Regions from separate parts of the Ovis aries genome. Here region 1 is linked to region 2. Evidence: chromatin contacts called from public Hi-C data. All regions are on one chromosome and are shown on one strand. The core of a region is the stretch at or near the end of the contact, and the rest is flanking DNA. Distances in the headings are between cores, read along the strand shown. Region 1 holds the start of CITED2 (Cbp/p300 interacting transactivator with Glu/Asp rich carboxy-terminal domain 2). Region 2 holds the start of HECA (hdc homolog, cell cycle regulator).

Region 1 (3,597 bases), core at 62-2,561, 190 kb after region 2:
GGGCATGTTGCTGCTGCTGCCGCCGCCGCTGCCGCCGCCGCTATTGCTGCTGCCCGCGCCGCCGCCCGAAGTGCCCGCGGAGCCGCCGGGGGTGCTGCTGCCGCCCGAGCCGCCGGGGGTGCTGCTGCCGCCGCTGTGCTTGGGGTTGCAATCTCGGAAGTGCTGGTTTGTCCCGTTCATCTGGTGGCCCGCAGCAGGGTGCAAATCCGGCATGTAGTGGTTGTGGGGGTAGGGGTGATGGTTGAAATACTGGTTGTTGAGCTTCTGCAGCTGCATGCTGGCTGGCAGGGAGCCTCCCTGGCTGGCCACCGGGGGGCCCATAAACTGGGAGTTGTTAAACCTGGCCGCGGGGGCCAGAGCGCTCGGGGGGTGCCCTCCGTTTACAGTCCCCGGCCCCATCGCGTGCCTGATGCCGCTCGAGGCATTCATGTTGCTCGCGCCGTAGTGTATGTGCTCGCCCATCAGGGCGTTGAAGGCGTGTTGCGGCTGCTGCTGCTGGTGATGATGGGGGCTAGGAAATTGCCCCATACCCATGCGGTGGGCAGGGTGGTGGTGCAGCCCATTGGTGCCGTCGGGGAAGCGCCCGTGGTTCATGGCCATCATATGGTCTGCCATTTCCAGTCCTGCGAGTGAAAAGGGCAGACAGTAAGACCCGCGCCACACGTGTCGCCCACCACAGCGCACCCCACTTTTCCTCGCCCCTGGCTCCCAGGTTCACCCGACGCACTTCAGCTGCGAATCCTCATCCCGAAAATCCCACTAGGAGCCTGTGCACCCGGGCTACCCACCAAGGAAGACCTGCCATCCACAACAGAAGATCTGCGCGCTGCACAAACAGCTCTTTTCCCTGCGATCCGGCGGGGCACCCAAGCCCACACCCCCCTCTGGCTCCCCGAAGTCGCCTAATAAAGGAAGTGCCCCATAGCCCAGCCGCGAACTTCAGGCATTAAATCAGCCCTCCTCATCCTGTTGTTGCACATCCTGTTGTTATTCCCCAGCTCCGCCTCGCGCTCTTCCTCCGGGCAAACCCAGCCCTCGGAGGACTGGCCTGGCAGGAGCCCCAGCCAGCTTCGCCCGCCGCACTTACCTTCCGTCCTTGCAATTTCTGCTCCGAAGACCGAGGGCGGGATCGTCGGGTCCAGGACCGGCTCAGCAGCACATAGAGGGGGCCTTCCTGGCGTGCAAGGCGCTCACAGTCGCGAAGTCTGCGCCGAAGTCTTGCAGCAGCCGCTGGGGCAGGATCGGAGCCGTTCCCTTTTATTTCCCCTCTGCTGCACTCACAGCTCGGCGAGACCGCCCGGCAGCTGCCAACAATGAGCTGTGTTTCTTAGGGCTTTGGCCACAGTTAATATAAGGGATTTCAGGAAGGGCGGAGCGAGAGCCTCCCCAGCGGGCGGCTGGCAAACGCGGATTCCGGAACATCAGGCACGCGGGACCGGGCTGGGCAGCCGCGTCCCCGCGGCCGGAGGCACGTGCGCAGAGCCTGAGGGCCCAGGCGCCGCCCCGCTGTCCCCCGATTCTGGTTTCTTCTCGGCCCACAAATACCAGGCCAGACCTCCCCCGGCACAGAAAGTCCTCCCTGGACTCTCAGCCCGAAGGTAGCGCCCGCCGCGAGAGAAACTAGGAAAACTCACCGCCCCCCTCTGGCCGAATCCCCACCTCGAGCTCACCTAGCGACCTGGGCTGCTTTCTGTGGGAAAATAGGGTTCACACAGCGCCCCCTGTTTAGTGCCTTTCTGCCTCCGCGGCTTTGCAAAAGCCTACCCAGGTTGCAAAGAATGGCTGTGTTTACCAGAGTGGGTTTTTAAGCCACGGGCAAATAATGCCCCCTCCCCTGTGCGCGCTTTCCTGGACTGTGCCTTTGTGTTTTTATAGGAGCAGTAGGTAAACCTGATCTAGACATTTTGCGTGTAGATGCATTTCCTCCACTCCTTTCAAGGACAGGAGCTGGGGGCGGGGAGCGGCAGCGGCAGCCGCTGCAGGTGGACCGAGCGCGTTCGCGGGCTCGGCCGCCTCCGCTCCAGCGCCTGGGAATCCGGTCCGCGGTTTCGCGGCAACTCGCCGCTCTCGGGGTACGTGTGCTTCTGCTAAGTTTGCGTTTGCAGCTCTTGGTAGCTTTGGCATCCGAGCTGAGGCGTCTCTGCTCTGTAAACAAACTCAGCGATCCTCGTCCCCAGATCCACCTTTTTGCACATACACAGTTTCTTGCTTCTGCTGTTGCCCTTGATCCGGGAGGTGGGGGTGTGTGCAAACTTGCACAGCCTCCCTCCGGGCTCTGCCTGACGGTTTGGGGTTGATTTAGAAGCGAACGGGTTTGTAATTAAGAAATTCGAGGGCTGAGTAAGGCTGCTGAAGCTGGAAAAGGAAAACAAATAGATAACATGGTAATCGCTTTGTAAATAAAGTCGTTCTGGAGGTGGGCACGTAGCTGCACGTCCCGTATGGCACCGCGCGCGCACACACACTGCTGGGACTCTTCCTTTTCAGTGAAATTGCTCAGTGGGCCAATAGGCGATAATAATAACCTTGCTTCCCAGAACGCGGCACAACTAGCCTGGTCGTCCATTTGGCTCATTGACTTGCAAATAAAAGCCCTAACGCGGGCCTGGGCCACTACCCAGTCGGAGCTCTCTTGCTTTCTCAAATGGGGAAGCCGAATTGTTTCCCCAACACCGTGATGAGGTTGCTCGGAGCTTTTAAATTGCTCTTTATGTGGTAAAAGTGAGTTTAGCGCTCCGAATAAGGACTTCTGTTCAGAGTTGTTTCTTCATAACTAGATATCCATTGACGACTTCCTGCTGTGAAGAGCAAGTCCCCCCCCCCCCCGCCCCTTTTTTTTTCTCCCATCTTGCTCACAGGACTTTTAAAGGCCCTTTTTGAAGACTGGAAATTCTGATACATTTCCCCTTTCAGGAATTTGCAGAAGAGAGCAAATCCTGATTATTTGAATCTATTACCCCTCTGTCTTCCTTCAGTTATATGTGTGTAGAATAGTTAATATATGGATTTAAACATTGTTACTGTCTTCCTCTCTTTCCTTTTCCACACCCTCCATCATTTATAACCATGCGTGCAATAATTTTTAAACCTCAAAATATGTTTGGTTTTTGGAGACTTGTGCACAGGAGCACATTGCATTTTGGGTTGCAAGAATCCCCTGATCTCTTGTCTACCCACGACTTATACCTGTAGGTCATGGGCTTGCAGTTAGAGAATCAGAGGCTTGAGAAAACAACAACAACAAACTTGATACTTTCTATTAAAAAAATAGACTCAAAAATACTGGTCAACTCTCCCCACCCCTGCCCCTGCCACATTCAAAAATTGCCAGATAGATTGTTTACTTCCCTTCCTTGTACTGCAGTGTCTTGCGACACAAGGACTGGCTCTTGAATGTCTAATCTAAATTCCCCTTGAAACCATTAAGGAAAGGTGCAGCTCCATCCTGCTCCAGTGGTTCCACATACTATTGAGAAATCCCTTGAAAGGTCACCTCCCCATCCCCCACCCCTTAGAGGGAAAAGAAATTCCTTCTGGGACCAGCTGGTGAGAACATGGTGTGCTTTGTTCATTTATCCATCCGACCAGTGAATATTT
Region 2 (3,711 bases), core at 363-2,862:
GGAAAGTCCAACCTGCTCCTGAGTGTGCTCTCTTGCAGCTCCTGGCTCTGTTATGAATGCCCAATATTCCCAGGGAGTTTCCCCATTACGTAAACACAGGGCAAGTACTTCCCTGTCTACCTCTTTATGTTTCAGAACACAACTAAAGATTTTTTAAAAAGTTAAAAAAACCTAAACCCTTTTTATTTTGTATTAGAGTATAGCCAATTAAAAATGTTGTGGTAGTTTCAGGTGGACAGCAAAGGGACTCAGCCATACATATAGATAAATCCATTCTCCCCCGTACTCCCCTCCCATCCAGACTTCCATATAACATTGAGCAGAGTTCCAAGATTCTTTACTGGAAAGCTGGGTTAATTAAAGAAGATCACACTGTATAGGAAGGGAGAACTGTAAATTGTCAGTTAACATGGTTTTCCCTCCACAGTTCATGGCAAAAGAACATATACACTCAACAAATACATGCCAGCTGTCCTGCTGAGGTGCCCAAGACAGATAAAATGTCCTACATGAACTTTCATTTGAGAAGCAGATAGACAGGAAATAAATAAACATATATACATTGACAACCTAATTAGAGATGGATGAGTGGTACTTCTGATAGCCCTTTTGGGGAATGGCGTCAGTTGTATCATTGTGAAGGAAGTGATGTGTTTGAGCTGAGACCTGAAGGGTGGGAAGGAGCTAGTCTTCAAAAAAGCCGAAAAAGAGTTGCAGAAAAAGAGACCACGGGAAACTGTTCCTGGGGTTCCCTGCCCCTCAAGTCACTGCCTTATCACTGGTGTCACCCTCTGCTCTCCACCTGCTCACAACAGTGGCCGCCGGGCTTTCAGGACAACTCAGTCCACGGAGATTGGGTGTCCCCTCCAAGAAGAACCTGCTTCTCCGTCCCTGGAGACGTTTAGTATCATCCCTGGATGGTGGGTTCTGTTTGAACCAGCGGTTTCACCACTAGACTGTGACGGCCTTCCATTCACGGACTCTTCTGTCCTTTCTCATTTTCTAGGAACTTGACTCGATTTCTTTAATTAGTGAATCTACAATTGCTTCTGAATGGCAGAGCCTTTTGATGTATGATTAATTAGAAACCCTTTGTTTTCCAATTCTGTTCTGGTCACCCCCCCACCCCCATTTTCTCCCGATCATATCGTTCTAAGCCTCAATTACATGCAGGTCAGAAGGCCTCCGACTAACTCCAGATGCCACTGGACTGGCGTTTAGGGCCATTTCAGGAAGGTAGGTCCTCAGGCACCCAGGTGCAGTCGGAGACCCGGGGTGCGGGCGCCCCGATGACGTCACTCCAAGGCTGCCGGCTCAGCGCGGGGCGTGACGTCACGCGGGCGGGCCAGGCCACCATGAGGTCACCTAGTGGGTGCGGCCAGGCCGAATCCCCAGTGTCGTCACGGGAGGGGCGGGGCCAGAGCGTGTCAGCGAAGCCGAATCAAAACAAGCCCGAGACCCGCCTTTTCCCTCCGGCTGGAGAGCTTCTTGCTCGCGCCCCGAGCCCGCGGCGCCCGCGCGGCTGCGAGCCTCGGGTGACCGCGCGCCGGCTCCAGGAAGCCGGGGAGGGCGCGGCAGCCGGGATGGCGCGGCGCGGGCCGCGCGGCTAGACGGGCGCCAGCGGAGCCGCCGGCCCGCGCCCTCCGTTCTCGGCCTCCCGAACCCGGCGTCGCGCCGCTGGGAGCCGCCTTCACCGACGCGGGGTACCTGGACGCTCGCGAGATGCCCAATCCCAAAAACAGTAAAGGCGGCCGCAAAAACAAGCGCGCCAACAGCAGCGGGGACGAGCAGGAAAATGGAGCCGGGGCCCTGGCAGTGGCGGGCGCGGCGGGCGCCGCGGCCGGGGGGGCCCTGGCGGCGGCGGCCGGCTGCGGAGCAGCGGCGGCGGGCGCACCCGGCACCGGGGGCGCGGCGGGCGCGGGAGGCGCGGGGCCGGGCGCCGCCAACGCCGCGGCCGCCGCGGGGGCTGCAGCCGCGGGCGACGCCAAGAACGGTAAGTCGGGTCCGGTCAGGCGAGCGCCAACTTCCTCACCGACGGGGACGGCGCGGCGGCGGCGGGGCCCAGGGTGGCGCGGGCGATGCGTGGACAATGCGAGAGTCAGGAAGTGCTCACCCCGCCCCTCCGCCCCGCCGCGGCTGCCCCTTCCCGGTCCCCACGCACGGCGGCGGCGATCGATCGCCGGCCCTGGCTCGGTGTCCGCGCGGCTCTCCGGTCGCGCGCCTCGGGCAGCCTGCGCCCCAAACTCCGAGGGGCTTTCGGGTCCCCGGTCGGGGCGGCGCTCCCCTCGGGCCCTGCCCGTTGTGCTCGCGCTGGCAAAGCCGAGTGTGTGCTCTAGACCAGGGAGGACGAAGGAAGGGAAGAAAGAGCTGCTCAAGTTGAGAAGAATGGTCCGATTGGAAACTTAGGCACCAGTTCCTTCTTCCCTGTGCTCCCCTCACCCACCCGCCTTCCCCTCCCCTGAGTGAAGGGGAGCCTCAAATCCCGGCCGACCAGGGCTTGCTGTGTCGACTGCCACAGGTGAAGAGGCCCCGAGACATTTTTACTGTAGGGTGTGTGTGTGTGTGTGTGTGTGTGTGTGTCGCTGGGCTGAGGGGGCGGGGGTGTGCTCTTTAATTCTGCTCGCTTGAGGAAGGAAGAGAATCTGAACTTGACTTCCGTTCTCAGCCCGGAGTTAAAAAAAAAATCATTATTTAATTCTACTTCACATTTTAGGAGGAAGCTTAATAACCTGAATGCACCTTTTGAGAGAGCGTTTAAGAAATAGTGAAGATACCACAAGATTGCCGTTGTCACTGCAGAGACACAGTCTTACAGCGTGCTGGGCAAACACTTTTTCGGACTTGGGCAGTTCTTTGAATTCCTCTGGTCAAGCAGGTTTTCAGAGCAGGGAATATAGGTATATTTTAATGAAGAGAGATTGGGTTCCTAATATCTGACTTTTAACTTGTAGGTTTCAGCTTCCAAAGCCCTTCTTTATGTAGATCACTTACTTTTTAAACTGGTGACCTGCACTTAGAAGAACCCGCTTGGTTATCAGAGCAGAGGAGGCTGAAGATTAGCCTATTAGAACCTTAGGCCCCTTGGCTATATCTCTGCAATTTTGAAATAGGAAGGTTCCCCCCCCTCCCCCCTGTCGCCCGCCCCCCAGGAACAAACATCCCATTTGTGAATGTTTGAAAAGTCAAAATTTGGCCAGACTGTCTTTGGCGTGTTCTGGTTTTTTTGTTTTTTGGTTTTTTTTTTTTGCCACCCCATGGGCTGTAGCCCGCCAGGCTCCTCTGTGAAATTCTCCAGGCAAGAATACTGAGTGGGTTGCCAGTCCCTTTTCCAGGGGATCTTCCTGACCCAGGGATCAAACCTGGGTCTCCTCCTTGCAGGCAGATTCTTTACCTTCTGAGTCACTTTAATCGACCCCCACCCCCCCTTTTTTTTTGTTCTAAACTTCATCTTGGTATTGATGTGGCAGAGGAGAAAGAAGCAACTCCTTGCTCAGCCATTCAGTTTTGTCATCTTGGAAAGGACAGCTGTTCTGAGCTTCAATTTCCTACCCTGTAAAATCGGGGAAAAAAGAATTATGCTGATTGTATTGGCTCCCTCAGGAAGTTATCTGTGAGGCTCAGAGTGTCCCTTCTCTACCCAGTCCCCAGTACTTGTTGTTTTAGAAGCTGGTTACATTTGTAACAAGCTTAGTCAAGTTTGTCAAGGAAAGG

Evidence for each region. A called contact is a pair of places that touch in the nucleus more often than the background predicts.
Region 1: a Hi-C map of muscle shows a contact between it and region 2, with 3 times the contacts expected there. The contact joins the promoter of CITED2 here to the promoter of HECA in region 2. A contact is called at or near these places in 8 of 16 Hi-C or Micro-C datasets (blood, hypothalamus, mixed tissues and 3 more).

What each region holds. Positions count from the first base shown.
Region 1 is chr8:64,322,367-64,325,963 of ARS-UI_Ramb_v3.0, forward strand. It overlaps CITED2 (Cbp/p300 interacting transactivator with Glu/Asp rich carboxy-terminal domain 2), which reads right to left and starts at 1,312. Exons shown (of 2, transcript NM_001308562.1): 1 at 1,088-1,312; 2 at 1-623. The coding sequence starts at 615.
Region 2 is chr8:64,127,692-64,131,402 of ARS-UI_Ramb_v3.0, forward strand. HECA (hdc homolog, cell cycle regulator) reads left to right here and starts at 1,613. Exons shown (of 4, transcript XM_027972500.3): 1 at 1,613-1,993. The coding sequence starts at 1,723. LOC132660207 (a long non-coding RNA gene) reads right to left here and starts at 1,943. Exons shown (of 2, transcript XR_009601531.1): 1 at 1,168-1,943.